Linked DNA regions of Gossypium hirsutum: region 1 is linked to region 2. The links are chromatin contacts, called in public Hi-C maps. All regions are on one chromosome and are shown on one strand. The core of a region is the stretch at or near the end of the contact, and the rest is flanking DNA. Distances in the headings are between cores, read along the strand shown. Region 1 holds the start of LOC107950735 (protein transport protein SEC31 homolog B). Region 2 holds the start of LOC107950640 (nuclear transcription factor Y subunit A-1).

Region 1 (5,731 bases), core at 2,683-5,182, 530 kb before region 2:
TAAGCTTTAAATACTTTCCAGATTAACTACCAAAGAAACATGTCCCATCTACATCCATTAAAAGCCATCGTAAACAAATATGTTGCTAGCGATACGCAGATTGCAATTGTTTAGTCACACAAGTCCAACTGCTAAGAAATTTTTGTTTAACAAAAACCTAATTATGACAGGAAAGGTAACTTGGACAAGGTCACACCTCAATATTGTAAATGCCAATCTTGCCATCAAAGGAAGATGCTGATATTACTCCAGGAATCTTTGTATACCAGTGCACATCAAAGTTCCAGTTGGTACCGGCAGGCAATTCACAGACAATCTAAGCCCCAAAACAAAAATAACCCAATTCAGAATGTAATCTTTTGATATTAAGGAACATACAAATCCAGAAGAAGTGAGGAAGCATATTAGTAACTAAGTCATTCCCCGACCTCTCCAGTCACAGTATCCCAACAAATAGTTCGATTATCTTTGGCACATGTGAGCAAATAAGAGCTGTCAGTGGGACACCATGCCATTGCAATTACACCTGCAATAGCACATGCATTCAAATATTATTATGAACTTAAAATAACACAAATCTTATTTACCTTACAACAATAAAAGACCTACAAAATAATGCATCAAACTTCTACATGAATGGGGACATGAATAACTGTCATGAAAATTAACACCAAATGACCTAAACCATGAAATGGTCAAAGTCCTAGCTCTATCTGGGATCACTGGCACAGTTCTGACAGAGGGCACCAAATCAATCTCAAAAAACTACTTCCACTCTTGACTTTAGGTAGCTAACTATATACATATCATATTCACATATTATACAATGTAGTGCCAGCCTGCCAGGTTAAACTGAAAGAGCATATAATTCTCTTATCAAGTACAGAAACAAACACCCCCAAAGTAAAGGTAAAATATCAGCAAGTTAAAAAAAAAAAAGAAAAAGAACCGAGTTGCATCAACTTCTCAACCATTATTACCTTTTGTGTGCCCTACAAACTCCTTCACCGGTGACATTATGTTCCGCATATCCCAAAGCTGCTTGCAAAAATACCAGAAATTAACAATTTCCTAACAAATGGTAATCCACATTTTAAGCAACATCAACGGGATTATTACCCTTAACATGGGTGAACCATCTTCATCTGAGGCAACAACAAGTTGGGTGGCAACATCAGGATGCCACTGCAAAACAGAACACCGCCTTCTAACTGAATCTGCAAAACTGTCCATTAGAAAACCAAAAAAAGATTAGGTCAAACGATGTGCTGGGTCATGATGGAAATAACATGTGGAAACAACCAGAAGTTTTTCAATTGATAGAAAAGATGAACTTTACCTTATCACTGGTTTTTGCTTCTTCAAGTCCCAAACAACTGGAAAATTATAAACAAAGACATCAGCTACCCTGCTAAACTTAAATGACAAGACAGTAAGTCCAGAATCCATTAATTTCCTCACCAGTTGTCCCATTATGAGAAGTTGAGGCCAGTATATGTTGGACCTTACTGTTCCAGGACAGATATGAGATTTCACCTTGAGCAGCAGAACCACTACCCTGCATGAAGGCCACAAAAAAACTATGTCAGATACCTCCATAGTCCACAGGTTGTCTTTTTTGTTTTAAGTTTGAAAAAAGGGGAGGGGGGGGGATTTGAAACGAGAAAAGAAACAAGCAATGTTTGCTGCAGTGGAAGATATGGCAATTAGTGGAACAGCAAGGGGGTGAAATGTGTTAATCTTGATTCTATAAATGGCTCAGAATCAAAAGACAATGGCCATGCAATACTTTTCCACAGTGAGCAGATAGATGAAGGAAGTTTACAATTCAACAAGCTACTAATGATTGCCACAGACCTTAAGAGGCGGAAAATGAGACGGTTGTGCAGGTGCTGACAAATCCCAGATGCAGATTTCACCATCATCAGCCCCAGATGCTAGTAAGTTTGAAGCAATGGCATTGAACTCGAGACCACGAACCTAAAAGTATGAGGAAAAGAAAAGAAGAAATATACCATGACATCTTCAAATGCTAGATGATAAATATCATATATGTCAAAAAGCTAGAGGATTTATTACACGCATAGACACACACAAAAAAAAAAAAGGAATAAAGGAAACTCACAGGTCCTTTGTGTCTAGAAAGACGTCCAACAATAGCTTGTTCACTTGACATAGAGCTGAAGAAATTGTTATGTTTAAACCAAATTATCATGTTGTTTCAAACCGAATAAGACAGTGCTAATGTCAAAATAAAAATCCCAAAACAAAATGAGATTGCTAAAGGAAATACAGAGCAATAAATACTAATAATTGGCAAAAAAAACATAGGAAAATGTGAAAGTAATCAATCCCAATCACCTAGAAAAACAAAGATCATAAATGAATAGATAAAAGAATTAAATATTCTATAACACAGGGTCTCAAATAAGAATCATTTTAATCATAAATTTTCTCCAAAAAAGATGATATTCTTTTCCTTCTAGTTCTTCGTCTCTAATAAATTACAACTAGATCCAGATTAACCAGCAACCCAATGCCAACAAGAAGAAGAGTTTCTGCTCAATAACCAAATTCTTTTATAAATGATCCAGTCAAACTAACACAGAACATTCAATGCTCATGAAACGTGAAGTAAAACTTGAATGTAGCCTACTAAAGACAATGCCAAGATCAGGCACAACAAATTACCAGACATTTTATCCAACTTATTCCACATGGCACAATAAAGCAAGCCATTAACAGTTTATGAGGGAATTAAGTTTCGAAAGCACTCAGTCAGAAGTCACTTTCAACCAAACACTCATCAAATCCAGTTATAATAAGTAATCTAGAACTCGCGAATCATGGGCACATTATTACAATATCAGATCATGAAAAAGCTAGCCTCGAAGTAAAGAAGCCCAAAAACTTGAATAACCACTTGCTGTAGATAAATAACAAAAAATACTAAATTAACACAAGACAAAAACGATTATTGGAAATCCATATAAATAAACGCGTGAATATAAATTTGATAAGAGATCAGTACAATCCCAAGTAGATGGAAAGCAGTCACAATTTTCCCATCCAAACAAACATCATACACTTAAAACCTGCAATATAGCCACTTGACTTATTCTAGTGCCCAATTCTTTCACTACATGTCTAATTTAACCGAAATTTAAAGTAAACTAGATTAAATCGACCGATATGTACATTTTATAGAAAGATAAAAAAGAAAAAAAGTACCGTATCAGGTTTGAGGGGTTCCAAAGATCGATATTGCCATCAACGAGTCCACCAGCAATGAGCCCGAGTGAAAATTCATCGGAACCAGATCCGTTCTTGCCCCAAGCGAGGCGGTTAAATCGCTCTGAGCTGGGGCACTCGCCTACCAAAGGAAGCTCGCGATCATCACTCAGGAAATCAAACTTGAATATCTCGAGATTCGCGGATGAGCTAAAGGACATATCCACCGCCCCAGCCATTGTCCCCGCTGCCATGTAGGGAGCGTCCGGCGCCATTGCCACTTGCGCCGATCTGTTCACCCCTTTTATACACGCCATTAGATTAAAGGCAAATTTTACACTACGTTATCCTCCCAAAATACCTATCAAATAATATATCGATGCCGCGAGAAATAAACAAAGACCGATAGCAATTATCGGCACATATGTGAATTGATACGGAAGAAGCTCAAAGAGAGATATGATTTGGATTAATATGGTGAGAATTTGAAGGATTAGGGTTTTGATCTAATTTCGGGAATTCAGAAAGAGGGAAAAAAACACTGTGTAGCGAGGTTTCCTTTTTTTTTTTTTTTTTTGAGGGGGGGGGCGATTTTCTGAATTCTGTTTTCTCTTTCGACTGATTGATGGAGGAGAGTGGTAAAGTGGTAATTTTATGAATGGTTTCTTTTTATTTTGGTTTTGTGCGGCCGCTGCTGTGGTCGTTTTTATGTTTTGTTCGAGTAACGAATGTCTATAACTCGGACAAAGGATGGAACTGTGAAAGTGCAGATGATTATAGGATTAATTCCACCAAACGCCTATAAACTTTCTTCCACATTTTAAAATAGTCCTAAACTTCATTCAAATTGAAATTTCAAAATATCAAAATTGTATCCATCAGCTTGTTTTTCAATTCTAGCCATCAATTTAAATGTTAAACATCAATTTGAATGTAACATGAAACATATTTAAAATATATAAATAAGAGGATAATGCGCTTCAACGCATTTGAACTTATGTCTTCCTACATTGAGAACAATGTCGATGACAATCAAACTAAGATAAATATGTATATATAATATGATCCACATATTTTAAATATCCTTCTTGCCAAATTTGAGCTGACAATGATATTTGGTTCAAGGAATGTAAGATGAATGTCGGGTATGTTACTTACATTGTCCTATTTAAATCATTTGGTTAAAATATAAGATTATGTAGAAACATGTTTTATTAAATTATTCTTGTTATAAAATTTGTTTATTTTAGCAAGTTTAATTCTTTTAATGTTTTTTAATCTCAGAATTTCATAAAATTATGATAAAATTTGATTTTTTATTATAATTTATATATTAATAAGTAAATATATGATGTTGAAATAATTTCATAAATTATAGTTAATATACTAAAAAAACTTTAGAGTGAATATAATAATTATAACTTTTAAGTATGACATCTATTGTTTCGCTATTAAGAAAAATAAATATACTTGTTTTTAATTGGATTTAAAATTTTTTTAAAAAGGATGAAGTTGGTTAAAATAATAAAACTAAATGATAAATTGATCCAAATTAAAAAATATCGCCTATAATCTAAGATAACTTAAGGAATGGGTGGCATTAATATTACACTTTATATTACTAGATGATCAAAATGTTGAAAATTGAAATAATATAATCTTATTTCAAAATGTAAAATTATAAGACATAATGTTACATTCGGTGAACCACACGCATCCTTAATGGTAAAACTAATTATTAATACAATGAAATATATTGATTAATGTTATATTGATATTTAAAAGTTTCAAAATTTAGAGATTAAATTTAAAATTTGAGTATGACTCAGAGATGTATGATGCATTTAAGACTAATTATTAAGGATAACACGAGTGATACTTGCAGTGAAGAAAGACATTGGTTTTCCAGCACATCAAATCAGAACACGGCAAGGGAATCTACAATCTTTACCTTTGACTTTATCAACGCAAAAAGACTAAAAAGACCCTAGGTTTAGTGAAATGAAATCCGAAAAGAAAGGGTTCTGTCTGGTTTTTGGATGTATTTTTGTAGACTCTTTTTCTTCCTTAAGCGTATACTGTTAGTGGGAGAAATTTTGCTTAAAAATAAAAATTAAATTGTATATTTTAACGATAATAAAAATATAATTTAATTAATTTAATATATTTTTATAATTTTTAAAGAGTTATATTAAATTTTTATTATTTTTATTAAAGTGTAATTTTAATATTATTAATTAAAATTTTACTATTTTAGTAGGTCATGTCCCTAAGTCTCTAGTAAGCTTCGTCAGTGTATATTCTCTCATTGAAATGAATTTATTTATGTCGCCAATTTTAGTTTCTCTACTTTTTAATTATATAAAAATAGTTAAATTTTAATTGTGGTCTTTTTACTATGTTGAAATTTGAGATTTGATCTCTATATTTGATATTTTTATATAATTTGGTATTTCAACGTTTACAATATCATTAATTAATCTAAATATTTTATTCTAAT
Region 2 (5,807 bases), core at 922-3,421:
CATCACAAATTTAGGTAGCAAGAGAATGCAATAAGTTCATTGGTTGCATGTGGAGTAATGTGATACATACAGACATCTATTAAACCTTCGAAATGATAAGTTCATCAACCTACATCCCCAGTAGTGAAAACACGTGAAACTCATTTGAAGATAATTAGATGCAATAACTCCCTAAAATGAGAGCTTTTATGTCAATGACCAACAATAATTATGCCAAAAACAGTTCAGATAAATTAAAAGAAAGAGGAAGGGTAGATGATAGTCACATAAATTAGATGGTAAAGTTGCTCTTCGATAATTACACACAATTTGTGAAACAATTAGCAAATAAAGTTTGAACTATTAGTGAACAAGGTCACTTTGCTTCCAAGAAAAGCAAGAAGATGGTACTCATTTGCTTGAAATTCTAAGTACAATTTTTGACACACTGTAACAACTTTACATGGAACAAATGAGCCATGATCCTAAGTAGAAGCATCACCAATGCAAAAGCTTTTGTTAAAGTATACAAAGTGATCTAATGAATTCTAGGGCAAAAGGATACAAGATATTCTAATAATCAGATGCCTCTATCTACTACAAAATAATAGTCGATAAATTGTCTTTTCCTGCTATTCAATACAACTCAAAACAAAAGACTCAGATCATACCATTATTTGTGGCCCATATGAAGCCAGTATTCCACTGTACTGCGAATCTGAACAGGGGTAAGATTTCAAGACCTGAAAGGTTTGAAGCAAAATTTCTTCCGCAGTCAAAGTGAGACTCAATATGAACTAATAGAAATTTAAAGAATAAAAAAGTAGTTTGACTGCTAAAATACATGGATGGATGCATGTCAGTGCAAGCTCGTGACCGCTCCTATAGGTATGGTATGTAAATGTGTGAATGGGTTTGTCTGAGTAAGAGAGAGAGAGGACTTACAATTGAGTGGCCAGCTAGTTCCATTTGGGAATTTGGTTCAAGGTGTTCAACCAATGTAAGGGGGGCTGCAGAAGGGACATGCTTGAGGGCTGCAGAAGGGACATGCTTGAGATATTGTTCATCATGTCCATTTCGCCCATCTGATCCAGAAACAAAGAATACATCAAAATGTAATGAGTACATGGTATGAATCAATTTTTATACAAGAAGCAGAGATATCACATGGCACTAGTTATTATTGTCACATGGCACTACGTAAGAAACTGAGACAGATCGTATAAAGTTATTAAGACCACTAAAAACGACGCTCCATCGATACCAAATTACATAATTCACTAGGTCCCAAAACTGATGTCTTGTTAGCATAAAAAAAAGAAGCATCATCCCATCTTTAACTAATACGAGAAATCCAAGTAGTGATCCTACACTAATCAGATTCTCTTAACTGGATTACCTCCATCTGCTGTTGGACCATTTTTTTTCTCTGCAGAGGTTGACTTTGAAGCAGCTTCACCTAAGAGGTCAATCCCTACTGCTTTCCACCAGGGCTCCAAGGAGGCAGTTGAGTTCAACACACTTTGAGCACCATGGTGCATCCGTTGATCTTCATTCCGCGGTTTTGCTGGCATTATTCACTACTTTACTCTGGGAATCAGAAGCCCAGCCCCTTAAAAAAACAGAGAAACGGACACAAGAAATGAACAAATACAATTTAGAGACCTAATTAACAAAACAGAGAAACAGAGTGAATTGAAGTCCAGCTGAACTTAATACAACTAAGTAATTAGATTTCTAATTTTGCATTTTGGGCACGACTAATTCTAGCCCCCCATAAATCGTGTAAATATTCTTTCCTCCAATTTTCTCATAAACCAAAGACGAAACTCACATAACATCAAAGAAGAAAAAGAAAATTGACGAGTTGAGTGATTAAAAACCCTAAAGTAATCGTCTTCGAAATATTGGATCAAATCTAGGGAAAAAAGAAGAAGAAGAAAGATCATTTCGAGAGGAAAAAGTTGAAAAAACAAAAAAGAATATTTGGATAAATGCAGAGGACTTACTGTAGGAAAAGCATGGAAGGAAGAGGGGCTGAAAGGATTTGATTTTGAGAAGCAAAGATCACAGAGATTGGTCCATTTTGCGCTCTATCTATGCAACCTTAACAGAGACATGGCGACAGGCATTGATTTTCTTTTTTAATGGGTAGGCGGCATTCAAATTTTTTTTTCTTTTTTTAATTCTGCAGCACGTTCAAATTTTTCACATTTCAATTTGATTGATATACAAAGGTCTGATTTTATTAATTATGTATTTTAGAAAAATTAAAAAATTAAATTTTTTTATATTTGGTTTCGTATTTTATAAAAGTTTAAAATTATATTATTTTTCGATTTTTTTGAAAGAGTTAATTTCGTTTTATTTTATCAAAATATAAATTTTGCATTTTTTATTAAAAATTATATGGTATTTTTCATAATTTAAGTTTTAATTATAAATTTTAAAACGATTCCTATTTATGAACCACAAAATAATTAAGAAAAAAACATGAATAATAAAAAAAATATCTTATCCGAGTGACATGTATCTATACCTAAACCTAACAGTGCAAAATAGGTTTGGTTGTGGACATTTAAAATTACGAAAAGAAAGCAAGCTGAAGATCAAACTCAAATATGTTGGATTGGTATTATGGATAAGCAATTAAGCACGTAGTGGAAGTTCCAACTTACAACAAGCAGCGGTCCCACTAATATTCATCACTTAAATCTATAACTTTTTTATTACTTAATCCAATCCAACCAAACTAACCTTTATATGCCTACATTTTATACCACTTCATAATATCGAATATAAATATATAGAGAGAGAGAGAGAGTTTTGATTAATTAACTTCAATTAAAATAAATTAATTGAAAATTGAAAATTTCTATAGGGAAAATTCTCTTTCTAAACCCAAAATTTTCAATTTGTTGTTAAATCCACGGAGAGTCAAACGGTTTCTACAGGGAATAAACTAATAATAAAAATGGCCATCGGCCAGCACCACCATTTTTGTATTACATGAATAAAATATATAGGCAAGCTGAATGACCGGCAAAAATCCCCCTTCTTGATGATAATCATTAAGAGACACATGGATTGATCCAAAATTGATATTTAAAAACAAACCCCACTTTATTATTTTTTTTTTCATTTAAATATCATTTTCGTTTGTGTTTAAGGATAGCGGCCCCATTAACATTCTATAACTATCATCACCCTCTATATTATATTTATTTTTTTAATCAAATTAATAAGTGGGACATTAATTTAATTAATTTTTTTAAAAGATGTTTTTTATTTAAAAATATAAAATGTTGATTATTTTTTATTTTTTTTGTATAAAATCTACACACAAAAATTTAAATATGTTATACGGTACGTTTGAATGTCTCTCACGTCTTCTCGTATGAGCACCTCTTGCAACCATGAAAAAGGTATCATCGTGATGCCAATAAGAATGTCTATTACATCAAATCCAATCTTACTATGTTTCAAACTTTCCAAGGTAACCAATTTCGAAAAAAGTCATATTTGGGCCAACCTCTAATTTGGGTTTAAATTTGATAATACTAAAGGTGCAATCATAAGATTAAGGGTCCACTACCCCAAGCCCTCATTCATATGTAAATAACTCTTTTTAATAAAGAGAAAGGAACAAGACCAAATGCATAACCTATACTCTACACATAATTCTAAATCACTAATTTTAGTGACTCTTCACACTATCTAGGATGTGAATCACCTCTATCCCAATCATTCTCTACATCTCTTATGATGTGAATCACTACCTTTGTATCATCCAACACTTTAATAACTTTATTATTATAACAAAACTCAAAATAGATACAAAATCTTAATTTTACCATTTCAAAATTTTATTTAATATTTATATATTTTTTATATAAATGTACTTTGATATAAGTTCTTTTTTCACATTTATTTATAAGACATAAAATAGATAACTTGATTGGACTCACGCTAACACCTAGACACAATTGTCAACTGACACTACAGTCGCTTATGAGTCGGGTCAAGTCAAATTGAAGCCCAACTAAAAAATTTTAAGTCCAAACTCATTTTTTAGCCGACTTGTCGAAAAAGTTCATTTCACCATTCAAAATTTTATAAAATATTTAAAATATTTTTAATTTATATTTTTTATGATTAAATTTAAATAATAATAAAAATATTACTTAAATTAAACCTGATTGGAGATGCAAAAATTCTTATCCAAGCCCAACTTGAACTAGGCGAACTACTTTACCCTTGCATTGGTCTAACCGGCACTAACAATGACACGTTTGATACGCATACAACATGTCATACTTAGGACATATGATGGGGCCCACCCTTTTCAGTCTTGCCATGTTTTCATCATTTTTATTAGGGTAAAATATAGAGTTTTTTTTATCCAAATAATATAAAAAACAATTAATTATGAAAAAAAGTATAGAAAACAAAATAATTACGAAAATAAGTATTTGTTATAGCGTTCTAACGGTACTGCCTGATATATTGGCGGCACCTGACGAAAATGTGATGATCTAAAAACTTCAGGGACCTTATATGAAAATTTTCCTTTTTAATTGGCAGCTGAAAAGACGCTTGAAGGGTGGTGCTTGACAGGCACTAAATTTTAAAAGGGTAAATTACACCTTAAACCCGTTATTTATTATTAATTTTTATTCTCCTTTAACACCAAAAATAGATTGGCCTCTTATCAATTAGTCTAAAAAGTTTTTCTACCAAAAAGTTTTTTTGTAAGTAAGTCGATTCCAACTGGAAATGAATTTTATTTATTTTTTAAAAATATTTTTTGAAAAATAAATAAAATTCATTTCAAGTTGGAATCGTCTTACTTACAAAAATACCTTTTTTTTGTAGAAAAATATTTTAGACTGATTGATAAGAGGTCAATCTATTTTTAGTGTTAACAAAGGATAAAAAATAATAATAAATAAGAGGGTTCAGGGTGCAATTTATCCTTTTAAAGTTTGGTGCCGCCATTTTGTAGGTGGCACCCTTTGAAGTGTTTTTTCAACACCTAATTAAAATGGGAAAATTTATGTAAGGTCCCTGGAGTTTTTAGATCATCACATTTTAGTCTGGTGCCGCCAATATGTCAGGCGACATTGTCAAAACACTGTAGCAAATGTCTATTTTCGTAATTATTCTATTTTCTATACATTTTTCGTAATTAATTATTTTTTATATTATTAGGGTAAAAAACCCTAAAATACACCATTAGTCATTAAATTATGAGTAATTTTTCATTTGGGCTACTAAAATAAAAAAAAGTTACAGTTTGATTACTCAACTATTTAAAAGTTTTCATCTAAGTCACTGTGTTGTTAAAATAAATGATATATGGCTTCCTTTGTTTGCACTACCTACATCAATCAAAAGCTCTTTTTTCCGTTTCTTTTATTGTTGAATTTTTTTCATGAAACAACTTTGGACATTACAAATTTGCAAACAAAAATATAAACAACTTTTTTTCTCCAATCTCTAACATTATCTGTCAGATTGACTTAGATTTAAGGTATGTTATTCTACTCATTGATGAGTATTGATTCCACCGTACAAATCGTCGAATCACCGCTTGGAGCTTACTGGCGAAACTTTTTTTTTTTAGAAAAAACTTAATATCCCAAAGATTTAAATAAAAACTTTTGAATAGTTCAGTGACTTAAAATGAAAACTTCCAAATAGTTAAATTACCAAACTGTAACTTTTTTTAGTTAAGTGACCAAAACGAAAACTTGTCCATAGTTTAGTGACTAATGGTGTAGTTTATTCTTTTTATTTTTAATATGTAACCCTGTTCATCTTGTCGT

The links. A called contact is a pair of places that touch in the nucleus more often than the background predicts.
Region 1: a Hi-C map of leaf shows a contact between it and region 2, with 2.4 times the contacts expected there. The contact joins the promoter of LOC107950735 here to the promoter of LOC107950640 in region 2. A contact is called at or near these places in 3 of 34 Hi-C or Micro-C datasets (all in leaf).

What each region holds. Positions count from the first base shown.
Region 1 is chrA08:8,517,835-8,523,565 of Gossypium_hirsutum_v2.1, reverse strand. It overlaps LOC107950735 (protein transport protein SEC31 homolog B), which reads right to left and starts at 3,932. Exons shown (of 21, transcript XM_016885669.2): 1 at 3,232-3,932; 2 at 2,126-2,180; 3 at 1,858-1,980; 4 at 1,462-1,558; 5 at 1,340-1,376; 6 at 1,120-1,225; 7 at 981-1,038; 8 at 429-526; 9 at 197-316. The coding sequence starts at 3,548.
Region 2 is chrA08:7,989,280-7,995,086 of Gossypium_hirsutum_v2.1, reverse strand. It overlaps LOC107950640 (nuclear transcription factor Y subunit A-1), which reads right to left and starts at 2,171. Exons shown (of 7, transcript XM_016885527.2): 1 at 1,989-2,171; 2 at 1,379-1,591; 3 at 925-1,064; 4 at 651-722. The coding sequence starts at 1,553.